Linked DNA regions of Mus musculus: region 2 is linked to region 1. Evidence: chromatin contacts called from public Hi-C data. All regions are on one chromosome and are shown on one strand. Each heading gives the region's core, a stretch centred on a gene start, on an enhancer-like site or on the middle of the called end of the contact. The rest is flanking DNA. Distances are from core to core; before and after follow the strand shown.

What was found. A called contact is a pair of places that touch in the nucleus more often than the background predicts.
Region 2: a contact with region 1 is called in a Hi-C map of 3T3-L1-derived adipocytes, with 4 times the contacts expected there. The contact joins two enhancer-like sites. A contact is called at or near these places in 1 of 39 promoter capture datasets (the 3T3-L1 cell line), 6 of 484 Hi-C or Micro-C datasets (3T3-L1-derived adipocytes, adipose-derived mesenchymal stem cells, embryonic fibroblasts and 2 more) and 2 of 115 datasets of contacts at active chromatin or transcription factors (embryonic fibroblasts and fibro-adipogenic progenitors).

The regions. Positions count from the first base shown.
Region 1 is chr7:72,443,243-72,449,710 of GRCm38.p6, reverse strand. No RefSeq gene overlaps it. Among named protein-coding and RNA genes, the nearest start is that of Gm39035, 140 kb to the right of the region's middle. Within about 2 kb of position 4,765, at least 25 of the 459 cell types and tissues checked have an H3K27ac peak or open chromatin away from gene starts, as enhancers often do.
Region 2 is chr7:72,494,756-72,501,857 of GRCm38.p6, reverse strand. No RefSeq gene overlaps it. Among named protein-coding and RNA genes, the nearest start is that of Gm39035, 190 kb to the right of the region's middle. Within about 2 kb of position 2,772, at least 21 of the 459 cell types and tissues checked have an H3K27ac peak or open chromatin away from gene starts, as enhancers often do.

The DNA of each region.
Region 1 (6,468 bases), core at 3,516-6,015:
CTTGGTGGCACACGGTACTCACAGTGAGACATAACTAAAGCTGGATGTCCCTGCTATACAGAATGGTTATGGCACAGTGAAGGAGCCACATGGTCCTAGTTCCACTACCATCCCTCCTATCTCTTGGTAACCAAGATGTGTCAATTGCCAAGGATCCTCTGATGAGAGAGATGGTAATGTGAGGTTGTGAACAAACTGCTCAGTGGCTCAAAAAGTCTACTTATATAGACTGACTCCATGATTCACTGTAAAAGTTAATGTGACTATTCAGTTCTTTCTGCAAGTCCCATGCTCTCAGAAATAAGACTCAGACTCAAAACATATTTACAAATACTTTGGCCATAAAGATAGGCTCTTTTCTCACTAGAATCATAACTTAATTTTATTTTAATTTTCACTCTGCCACGTGGCTAGCTATCTGTGCTCAGATACCATGTGTTCATCGCCTCACATCTCCATGCCTGGCTCTATCCCAGAATTCATTTGGCCTCCCTGATGTCTGACCTTCTATTTCTTGCCTGAGCCATAGGCCATAGGCTTTTCCATTGACAAGAGATGCATCCATACAATACACAAGACATTCTGCAACTCATATTCTTGCTTGTTTATTTTGTAATGTATTTTTTTCATGAATAACCCCAGTTATCAGTCTGAAGCATTATAAAGCCAGGTATAATAAAACAAACAAACAAATAAACAAAACAAAACAAAGAAAAGTAAAAGTTTGGTAAGCAAATAACCTCACAGAAAAAATAATTTTCTACTTGTTGCTCTGGCATTCTCAGAAAACCTAGGGATAAAAAAAAAAATGTTAAAATCCATCACCACTTCATAACTACAGACTGGGACACTGAGAATGAAAAATAATTTTATATCACTTTTTTCACATGAACAAATATTTAACAGATATGTCTTGAAATACACGATCAAGGACACTGACAAAACACCAGGCAAGGCCTTCCATATTATTTTCTATGGCACTGGTTACTATACTGGGAAGACATTTGGATGTTTTCTTCAGCTCTTCTGACAAATAAGGCTACAAAGCACCATAGCCAGTAGGGCTGTAAATTTTGAATGAGATACAGCTAGAACGGCATTTTGTCAACAGTGGATGAAAATATACACTATAGTAACATATATTAAAGCTATGAAGTATAAACAGTAATTCATAGTTTCATGGGCGGCTTAAAGGTAAGGGTGGTTCTCTAGCTCTGATCAATTCCAAGACTCCATTCTCCTTTCCTGAATTAAGGCATGACAACCTTCTCATCCAAGCATGGCTCATTTAGGTAATATTCCCTTTCTTGACATAAAAAGACAGTCCCCAAGAAAGGAGGGCCGACAGCTAAATCATTTGTGTACTTTTGACTTGGGAGACTGATACCCATCTCAAACAAGAGGCTGGTGGGACACTTTGTAAACCAGCAGCCTGCTTATACTCTGCTTTTACTGGAATTAACAACAGTGCATTCCTAGTGGTTGATAAAGAAGCCAGAGAAAGTTGAGCACAGTCTCCTGTATTGGCCAGCCTTGCTAGGTGTTCACCAGTGACTTTTTTTTCTACCCCCAGTTCTTCAGCTCAGTCACCAAGGCAAAGCTTTCTCCTCATCAAGCCACTGAGTTTCCATACCACACTCTCAAAGTGTGGGAGAGGCCTGGGCCCAAGTTCTAAACCAAGGTTAGCTGGTAATTTCACTATAAAATTCCTGAAAGTGTTGAACCTCCTGGGGACAGATTTAGTAGCTCTCCACCCCTGTCCTCCTTCCTCTGGGATAGTAGAATTCAGTCAGATGGGAAGGTAGGCTGGAAGCCTTGGTGCTATGTGTTGGGGATTTTAAAAGGTATTTCAAACTTGTTATTTGGAAATCCATGATTCATGTTTTTAAATGGGTGTGGTGTGCACAGGATAAGTCAGGCTTTGGTTTTACTTGCAGGCTGGAGGTGCACAGTAACCTTCTCCATAGCCCATGGACTATAACAATCATGTTGATGTGGTCAAGCTTCATCCAGAGTCTTTCCATCTTGAGAATATATCCGGAGCTCCACTGAGAGCTCATTCAGATGCTCCAACCAGAGGCTATATCCAGTACTCCATCTAGAGCTTCATCTAGAGATTTATCACAAGGCTCATTCCATCCTGAGACTCTATCTGGAGTGTCATTCAGAACTCACTCAGAGGCTCCGTCTAGAGGCTCCATCTATAGCTCTGTCCAGAGGCTCTATCTCTAGACTCAGTCTGGAGTTCACTCACGTAGTTTATCCAGAGGCTCCACACAAATGGCTTTTCATACTTACAAGTCCATCTTACATGTGCTATCTAGAGCTTTGCTTGATGGAGGTAAGTTAATGCTTGTACTTTATATTTTCCTTTTAAAGAGTCAAACAGACTCAACTCTACCAAACAGCCTTTTTAACACCAGTGGCCAGGGAGTTGGGTGGGCCCTGGAAGCACAAAGATATAGTCTCTCTTCTGAGTCTGAAATTGGAATGCTCAGAAAGGCCCTCCCATCAGGAAATGAGTAATCACCCTGATTTGGGTATTGCTGTCTCTTAAAGCAGTGGTATGAAGAATCTCAGGCCTCAGTGTGAGGGTGAGGTTTCTGACAGCCTAGGTTCTGTTGGCTTACTCACTCTATGGCTTTTGGCAACTTAACTCAGAAGTTCCACATCACAGTTTACTTCTCTGCAACACAGATCGTAATAAATCCTCATAAGGTTGCCACACAAATACAATGTGCTAACACCTTCATGCACTCTTAAGTGCTTAACAGTTTAGTCCATGAGAGCACACAAGTAACAGATATTTATTAAGTATTCACTACGTATGATGTGTGTGCATTTTCCAAAGAGCTCTCGATCAGTCCTCATCCTTTCCTGTGATTGTCTTTTGGCTCTTGTGTTCTTATGCATTTTTTTAATTTCTATTTTGAGGTAGCGTCTAGCTCTGCAGTTCCACATGGCCTTCAGCTCATGAGTCCCCTGCCTGTGTTGCCTGAAGTGACACTCAGGCAACACAATGAACTTTTCCCCTTTCAGCCTCAGGAATTGTCACTGCATCATGGAAGGCTCCCCAGCTTGTATGGTTTCTGCTTTGCATATCTCTCAATGGATAAAAGATGCTGGCTGCTGTTTCTCTATTCTGTCCCCACCCAACCCCTTCCTTCAATCTAGCAGTTCTAAGCAGGATGAATGGCATCCCAGAACCTCTTCCATCAGGGTGGAGCTTACATTTATTACAAACATCTGTATCTTTGGGGGGGTTGTTTTGTTGTTAATTTGTCAAGTTCTCCAAACTTATACTTTTTATTTGAGTCAGGGGATGGAGAGAGCTTATTCCTGTGAAAACTACACTAGACCATTGGGATTCCCAATGCTCTCCACTCTGGAGATTCTTTTCCTTATTTTCATTCCATAGTCTATTTGTTCAAATACTTTTTAAGGACATATGAGCAAAACAAGTCCCAATACTCACATTTGCCTGATCTTCCATTCTGGGACTTTCTGATCCTTCCTTCTTTCTTTCTTTCTTTCTTTCTTTCTTTCTTTCTTTCTTTCTTCCTTCCTTCCTTCCTTCCTTCCTTCCTTTCTTTCTTTCTTTCTTTCTTTCTTTCTTTTTCTTTTTTTTTGCCATAAATGGAAAGTACAAAAAGAACTCTAGATCTTCAGTCTGAAAATGCATAAGCTGGTTAAGTCATAACTCCTTCCAGGTTGCCATACCTCTTGCGTAATTTTTGATCAATGTTATTGCAGATTGACACCCCCATCTCCATTGGTAATGTTTTAGATCCAGCTAGAAAAAGATCTTTTTATATGCATACTTGAAGATGTAAACTCTAGACCCTCCTGAGTACCCGTTTCTTACTCTCTCTACCTTTATACAGATACCCTGTTTATAGCTAGCAAGACTTGGCTAGACATGTAGGAAGAAGCACAATGCTGTTAGGGTTGGGCTTCTCCCAATGAATCCCAGCTACAGTTGTCAGGCCCAGCAGCTTCTCTGCTCTTGGGTTCAACAAAAATGGCCTCTACTAACCTTCTTTTATGATGGAATTCCTCTGCCTTCATCCTGTACCATCAGCTGCTTTGGAGTCGTTCTGTTACTTACAACCAGTAACTTCTTTAATATCATACTCTTTTATGCAGGCTTCATAGTCTCCATAGCCTGGCATTGTTTGAAAAACATGCATTTTCTGTTAGCAAAATTACGGTGACCAATTTACCAGTTATTTCTGACAGGAAAACAAACAAACAAACAAAAAACCAAAATATAATAAAACAAATAAATAAAAAACAAAGAATTCGTGCTCTCCTGAGCGGGCATCTCTGTTTTTATGTTGTTTCTCATCCATGGATGAAGTGAAGAGCACGTGCCAATACGTGTTTGGATAGGAGGGGAGAAAGGAAGACAGGAGGGAGAGTATTCCAGTTCCTGCTCACTGTCATAGACCACACTTAGCTGGGTACCCTGTGCAGAGCCTGTCCCAGCCTGATGCCAGGAACCCAAGCCTGGCATCTAAACCTTCTCCTGAGGTCTACCCTAGGAGACTGGGTACATGGCACTCTGCCCTCTGACACCTCCTGTGGGTTTGCAAGTGCTCAGCACCATTCCAAGAATCTGTTTTCCCTTCTTCTCAAAGTCAGTTAGGCCTCAGAAAGGTCAAAATAACACCATCAATCAAGTGGGCTCTCTCTTTCATAAAAGCTCAAGAAGCTGGGATTAGCACTGTGCTTTTGGCCTGTACAGAACCACCCACAGTCTTCATTCGGCCCCCTGGCAACTCAGGAAGCCATGACTCAGCTGGGGAAGCCAAGAAACTGGTCAGGTCTTTCAAGGGTAATTCAGCTTCATGTAGAAACTCTGATTTTTTTTTCTTTTTTCTCCTTCAGATCATGGACATTGTAACTGAGTGTCTTGGGCTGGTGTGATGGTTTGTATGTGCTCTGCCCAGGGAGTGGCACTATTAGAAGGTGTGGTCCTATTGGAGTTGGTTTGTCACGGTAGGTGTGGACTTTCATCCTAGCTGCCTGGAAGTCAGTAGTCTGCTGGCAACCTTCAATGAAGATGTAGAACTTTCAGCTTCTCCTGCACTGTGTCTGCCTGGATGCTGCCATGTTCTTACCTAGATGATAATGGGCTGACCTCTGAACCTGTAAGCCAGTCCCAAATAAATGTTGTCCTTATAAGAATTGTCTTGGTCATGGTGGGTGTTCACAGCAGTAAAACCCTAACTAAGACAGCTGGTGACAGGACTGGAGGTACCCCAGGGTTTCTTCACTATCACCTCTTAGACTGTATTCTAAGACAGCTAACAAGCTTTGTGCATTGTTCCTGAACTTAACTGTATAATGCCTCTGCTTGCCTCCTGTGATTCATTTACAGTCTTGCTTTCACAATCCATGAGGAAAACCAGGGACATCAGAGCACTAGCAGGTCAAACTAAGATAGATGAAGTGCATCAGTGGAGTAGATGTTGTGTTGGGCCAGTTCAGAGCCCTGGATCTGGCCCTGAGTGATATATGAGCTGGTCAGCCTCTGGTTCTCCTGCCCTCTCACCTTCAGAGCCAGCTCACCAGCAACTCCTGCGATCAGGGCCAGCTCTACCATGCCAGGCAAAGTATAGGGTTTGCTCTCCCAAGTGTTGCAGCCAGTGAGGGACATGGCCAGTTCTCCCACTCTCATGACCCTGGGGCCAGCTCTTCTACTTGCCTTAGATAGAGAAGGATAGGGATGGCTGGAGGCTATCTCTCCCTCATCCACACCACCACCCAGCAGACAAGAATTTGGGCAGGCTCAACTGAAACTCATACATTCAGGATTAGCTCTACTGTGCTGCCCAGGAGAAATGCAGGGCCCAATCTCCAGAATGCTACAATAAGCGAGGGGCAGGAACAGCTCCTGCTCTTGAGACCCCACCTTGGGGCCAACTTTCCCACCCACCCCTAATGGGGTAGGCAAAAGTGAAGGGAGGGGATCTCTCCCCTGCCAATGCCACCACATAGTAGAAAAGAGGCAGGGCTGACTCTCCCACACTTATGCCCTCAGGGCATGATCACCCTCAGTGCCCACAACCAGGGCCTGCTCTGCTGTGTAGGAGTGCTTGAAGGAGCCTGTGTTTTAGATAGCAAACTACAGGATCTCCATGACACAGGGCAACAATAGGCTCTCCAAGAGGAGTCCCAGGGAAGTTCCACTACTGATGGAGTAGCAGAAGGCAGATGACTCACTCCATGAACAAAGCAAAGAAGTGTGGACAGAAGTGTGGACAAAATCATATGCATGGGACATAGTGTGACATACTACAGCTTCCACGGTGAGATTTTTTTCCCCCTCTGTTAGTGCAGATGTTGAAAGTGTGGAGGGCACATACAAGGGGAGGGGAGATGAGTGGGATTGGGGTGTATGATGTGAAATTCAAAAGAGAACCAAAGTATTTTACAAAAGATTGAAGACATGAGCCAGACTGG
Region 2 (7,102 bases), core at 1,523-4,022, 54 kb before region 1:
GGTACATGAATATACTTAAGTACTAGCATCTACTTCTAATGTTGGGCTTAATGGCAATCAAGTCTAGAGAGCTTGTTCCGCAATCCTGTGCCCAGGGACGCCTGGCTCCTTTACAACATGTTTCCCATGTCTCACTCTCAAACTCAACTCTTCATCCTGGAAAGTCTGTGTCTCCTTCCAGCTCAACGCTGTGATTTATTTTTGGTGGTAAAGTGAGGAATTAGTCATACCTCCTCCTCTGCTGGAGTCTAATGGGCACATTGTGAATGGTAGTAAAGATGGTAGTTTATCAAGCTGGTGACTTATAGGGTTCATGGCATGAGCCTCCTTGCTCCTCCAAATTTTCTTTTCCCCATGAGTCACTCTATGATAATAATGAAGAGGTGAGGTCCAATGTCAAGACAGTAGACTTCCTTGTACTCAGTAATCAGCCTTGCAATAATTTCATATTGTGAAAGGAAAGTTGATGTCACTCGCTTGGCAGCTGAAGACAAAGAAGGGTACATAGAAATAACCAGGACCACCCAAAGACCTGCCAATCAATTCACTGACAATGAAAAGGAAAGCATTCTTTTTCTTGGTTAAGTATGACGGAGTTGGGCAATACTGACCTCTGGGTAGAGGGCGTTTTAGGATTTAATGAGTGGCTAGGACACTGATGAACCTCTGGTCAAACGGGTTATTAACTGCCTGAAAGTGGTTGACCCTGGAAGCAATCACTGCCACTACAAATACAAAGCCGAGTCTGGCTTGGACAATCTGCTTTTGTAAGAGAGCGTCAATGCCTGGTGACCTTAGAATGCTGCAGACCACTCCCAGGGGACAGCATTCAGTCAAGATTCAATTCCAGGAATAAATTCTAGCCATAAAAGTGGATGACACTTGCCAGACTTATAAAACAGCCCACTGTACACTTTAGTTGCTCACTAAAGATAGTAGGTGAAGTTGATACAATGTGATTACAGTGGCCAGTGATGGTTATCAGAAATATAAGGGGAGCCATGTAAGTTCCTTACAACTCATTTGTAATCACATTTAGAAAAGAGGCTGAATTTCAATAATGCATTTTACCTAACAAAATATAGGTAGAGATAGATATACAATATTTTCATTCCAATATGCTCTCCAAAACGTAGTCATGTTGTGCAAAGCTTTCCCGACCCTGAGTGCATTTTACACTTGCAATACATCTCTGTTTCCATCAGCAATGTTTCCAGTGTTTATAAAGCAACAGTACTAAATGACTGGCATCTTACAAAGTGCAGGCACAGGAAAGCATGTGGCTTTCAGTAATGCATTTAGATGTTCAAATGGGTTATATTCCAAAATAATGAGGGACATTTCTCATGATGCTCAGCGAAGAGTTAATGCGTAGTAAAATGCTAAACACAGCTTGGCCGGGAAGTGGTGGGTGCAAAGTCAAGGGTTCACTTAGATTCCTGATGAGGGAAAAGCAAGTTATCTATCAACAGATAGCATAGATTTACAAAGGGAGTGGCACTCCCTGGAGCAGCAAGCCTGATGGAAAAATGGGGGTGCAGGTTAGACAGGGCAGAAGGTTAGACCACAGTTAAGGACTCAGACTCTAGCAACAATAACAAAAACAAAAGGAAACAAGCAAGCCAACAAAACCAATGGAAATATAAAGTATATATTGACAAGGGAGGGAAACAATTCTGGCTGTTGGTTTGGCTGTTGTTGTGGGTGTTTTGGTTTGGTTTCGGCTTTATTTGTCATTCAGCAAATGCTTAAAATATGTTTTCCGAATGAGAGAATTGCACGCTGTTTATTGGCAGGTGAGTTTGTAAGAACCAGAGAAGCTTAACCAGTCACAACTTGTGTCATGCCTTTACAACACCAGGGGTCACTCTGACTCAGGAAGGAAGGTTTGTTCATGTCGATGGTGGTTAAGGAGAGAGAAGAAGAGAAAGAAAAGTGCAAACAAAAGGAGATTTAGAGGCAAGGAAGATGGGTAAGTGGGTAAGTACGATTGCCTGATGATCTAGAGTCTATCCCTGGGAGCCTATGGTGGAAGGAAAGAACCAATTCCCAAATGGTGTCCTCTGTCCTCTGCACACCTGAGATAGTAATGAACCAGAAGAGTTTGGCAACAAGAAATCTCTGCCCCCACCCCCACCCCCACCCCCCCGCCCTTCACCATCTCTGCTGTGTGTCTTTACTGTCTCCTGAAGCTCCATCAGATGCTCTGCAGCATAGGACTCAAAAGTCTGGGTCCTGAAGTATTAACCTTTGCTAGAGATGTAATGTATTAAGTAGTTTATTTCTAGGACAGTAAGTACAGTTTAATAATATGCCAATATCTTTCCGGAGACAGAGCACTGACATGAATTCTCAGAACTTACTTTAGGAAAACAGTGATATGTAGAAAAGGAAAATTGCGGAACCAGTTAGATTCATAATGAGACACACAAACGTTTTGTAAATCAATGACAGTTACTGAAGATGGAAGGGGGATGTGTTACTCTAACAGTTTGCTAATAGAGCAGGAAAATGCAAGCCCAAGTCTAGCTCAATAATTTATTCACTCACTCCAAACCATTTTTGATCATTCATTCTACATTTCCCAGTCACTACTCTGAGCACCAGAAGTACAGCTTTAAAGAAGAAAGGCAGAACCCTGGCTTTCAGAGACTTCACATTTTCATGCAGAGACATGTAATGAAATGCATAGCAACAAATAAATACACAGGAGGTTTATGTCAGGTTATGAAATTGCTACAGAGAAAGTCATGGAATGGGGGTGGACTCAGGCCAGGGAGTGGGTGTGTGGTGGCTCTGGCCAGGATTGATTTGAATTGGGAGAGCAGAAGCTGGTTAGGAAATGCTTCCTGGGCTGCTGGGGAGGATAAAATAGGCCTGGCCGAGAGCAGATCTGAGGGGAGCTTTCCAATCAGATTTAACTGTACGTGTACCTATATTTGGACTTTAATACTGTGATGTCTGTGTTCAGGTAAGCTTGCTCTATGTCTCTCTTTCACAATTGAGAAAGAGGGACAGAGAAGGCTTCTGTGACAACCACTACCCCTCCCCCACCACACAGCCTACATAGGAAACCACAGAAGAGAAGTCTTAAAAATTTGTGACAAGGACGTCAAAGTGTAGCTCTCCACAGTTGATGGCTTCTGGCAGGGGTGCGGGTGAGAAAGGACTCCATTTTCTTTAAGGGGCTGGCCACTGGGAGTATGACCATGCTCCAGTGAGTGTGTGGACAACACAAAGAGAACTCATTTTTCCTTTTCCTCTTCTTTCTCCTCTTCTTCTTCAAACCTGGGAGGACTGGGAAGTGAGTATGATCTCAACCACCACCACCACACCACTTATTTAAACACACACACACACACACACACACACACACACACACACACACATACACATACACACACACATACACAAACACACACACACATACACATACACACCACACACACATACACACACACACACACACATACACACACACATACACACACACATACACACATACATACATACACATACATACACACACACATACACACACACACATACAAACACACACATATACACATACACACACATACACAAACACATACTCACACACATACACACACACATACTCACACACATACACAAACACACACACATACACAAACACACACACACATACATATATACAAACACACACACACATACACATACAGACCACACACACATACACACACACATACACATACACACACACACATACACAAACACACACATACACATATACATACATACACATACATACACAAACACACACATACACACACACATACAAACACACACACATATACACATACACACACATACACAAATACATAGTCATACACATACACACAAACAAAAACACATACTCACACACATACACAAACACAAACACATACTCACACACATACACAAACACACACACACATACACACACATACAAACATACACACACATATACACATATACACACATACACAAACACACACACATACTCACACACACACATACCCAAACACACACATACACAAACACACACACATACACAAACACACACACATACACAAACATACACATACACAAACACACACACATACACACACATACACAAACACACACACACACACATACACAAACACACACACACGAACACACCCCCATACCACACAAACACATATACCACACACACAAGCCACACACACACACCCTTGTTGCTGTGTGTCTGACTTTGAGAAATTCAGTAAAGAATGATTCCTGTCTGGCGATCTTGCTCCCTGGATTTGAGCTGCTGACTGTGCTAAGTCTGAGGGTTTTGCTTCCAGGCTTCTAAAGATTGCTTCTGTTGCCCGTATCTGTTGTTAACAACACCTGCTCAGACTTGTTTCTGTCTGCAAGTCTCTGCACACTCAGCTATTGCAGTATGGGTCAAAGAGCATCAGTTTCAAACTGGCTGACAAGACTGATTTACAGCTCCTGTGTTCCCAGTAATCTCATCTTGGCATTTATTGTTAAGCTCTTAGATAACATCTAAGGATGAGATTAAAATGCAAATTGAGAACAATACTGAATCAGGACAATGATTTATCGTGTATTGGATCTTCAGTTTCTCATACAATGCCCTGCCGTTCCTATACGTTACTTCATTTAGGTTTCACAATAATGATAAGGGAAATTGATAGTGTGTATAAGTGGTAATGGCAGGACACAAACCCAGGCTGACAAACTCCAGGGTCTATGGTCTCACCAAGATCAAGGCCTAGGTAAAAACCCAGAGCTGAAAGCACAAGTTCATGCCAGCAGTTCTCAGCCAGAGCTTGTGAATAAAAAACGCAGCTATACTAGGGGCTGAGAGGGCTGCTCCGTGGCAGTGTTGGACTAGCACATGCAAGACTGAGTTCAACCTGTAACATGAACATTTAAAAGAAACAAACGGAGACAGGAAGGAAATAAAACAAAAGAAGAAAGAAAAACAGTAACACACACACACATTTATTTACACATACCAGACACGCTCCTTCTGTCTTTCCATGTATGGAAAAGTAGAGTAATGGAAGAAAGGAAGAGGCAGAAGGAAGTTGAGGAAGGAAGGCAAAATTAGACCAGAGAAGGACCTCTGAGGTCATCTAGCATCAGGAGACATGACTCACGGTGCATATGTTAAGAAAGCACAGGAGGCGCATCTTATACTTCTCAGCCAGCTCCAGCTATAGCTTATGGTATCACCAAATTGAAATCAAAGCAACCCTGCTTCAGAGACCTTTCCATGGCAACTCTGTAATCTGCTCAATGTCCAGCAAGACTCTCTCCAGTTACCCAGTAAACAATGCCCAGGCAAAGTTGTAATGGGTCATTTTGCATCATAGCGTATTTATTTTAACTTGCTTTTATATTTTGTGGGTACTTTCCAAGTTTTAGATGTTATCCACAAAGGGACAAATGTTTCACATCAGGCTGGGAGGAGACGAGATGGGGCAGGCATAAACAGAGTCAGGATTAAAAAAAAAAAAAGGAAAAGGAAAAAGAACTACCATGTTAGAATATTTATAATTCATGAGCTTGAAAAAACCCACAGTCCTTTGCTTTGATAGTGTTCATTATTAAAGAATTTAAGAAATGACATATCCGACTTCCCGGGCTGTTCCTCATGTTTAGCTCACTGTTTGCTAGAAGGGATGAATAGAGCAGCCTCCCATGCGCAGGTGGACCTGTTGCCAGTGTATCTCAGCTCAACCGGGTGTCTCATTCTCATGACTAGCTCAATGATACACCCAACCACAGCCTAGATTGGTTGCTATTGTTCCGCCACTTTTGCCTGTACATACACCCAGAGTGAGGGAAGTCAATGTACTCTTGAGCAACTATGGGCTGCATGTTTCATCTCCAGTCTAACTTGGACATGGGTCTGAAGTGTGCTTAATTTTTTCACACTGCTGAACTATCTTTGCAGTGGTCTGGCCTCAGCCTCTTCATTACAAACCACTTCAAAGCACACTCACTCTTGGAATGGGCTTTTCTCTTCACGCTTTCCTCCTCTTTCCTTTAAGCTTCACTCCTAAAAACAAAGTGCTTGCCTCCAAATGTGAGTCTTGACTTGTCTCAAACACTGCTTCTTGGGAGAATCTGGGCTAAAGGGAGACTATTATTCTATTTAAGTATCAGACCACTCTGTTTCTTGCTTTGTGAAATGTTAGGTGATATGTATGTGAAATAATGACCTGAGATCTACTGTTACTGGAAATGTAATGCAAATCCATGCTTCCTCTTACATAGGTTAACTTCCTTTAGGGAATGATAAAATCAAATCTGCTCACCATTGGTCTAGAAAGAAAGGCATGAACTTTGGGTTTGCCCCAGGTTTGGGGTTTCATCTCACCACTGTCTTGTGGGTTGTGGCATCTTCCATGATACGTGCAACATATTTAGTTTCCCTCAGGACTTAGTTTATGTCTGTGATATCCATGAAGTGTAACATTTTAAAAGTTAACCAACATCTAAACATCTTGATTTGACAGATGGTATTTCTCGAAATAAATGACATGAAACAGTCACCAGAATGACTTAATAAAAACACTGTTTTTCTTTTTCTCTTTCCAAAATAGTTCTAAGAAGATAAATATGGTAAGACCTTGACTTTCAACATCACTTTTTATAAGACTCTCAGGCAGTTGGCTGACATAAGAGATTCCCCAACCACAACCCTTGGGGATTCTGACTTAGCCAGTTAAAGATGAGTCTAGAAATAGATACTTTAAAAATTAATGCTTTCAGGTCATTCAGATGGAGATGAGCCACACTTTAAGAGTACCTAGTTCCTAGGGGGAAGTTCACTTTAGAGTCAAACTATCCCTTCTAGAGTTTACAAAAATTATCCCAACAGTAGTTGACCCATTTTTACATATGTTAGTTTTAACATTGAGAAAGTCATGTTGAAGTCTAAAATAATACCATTCAGCATAGAGATATTGGAAGCAGGTGGGATGAAGTAGCTCAGATTCCAAATAGCAGTGGGGTATCTTGGGATTCAGCAACATTATGAAGTCACTGCTGTCTTGGGCTTAGAGGGGACCAAGGTAAC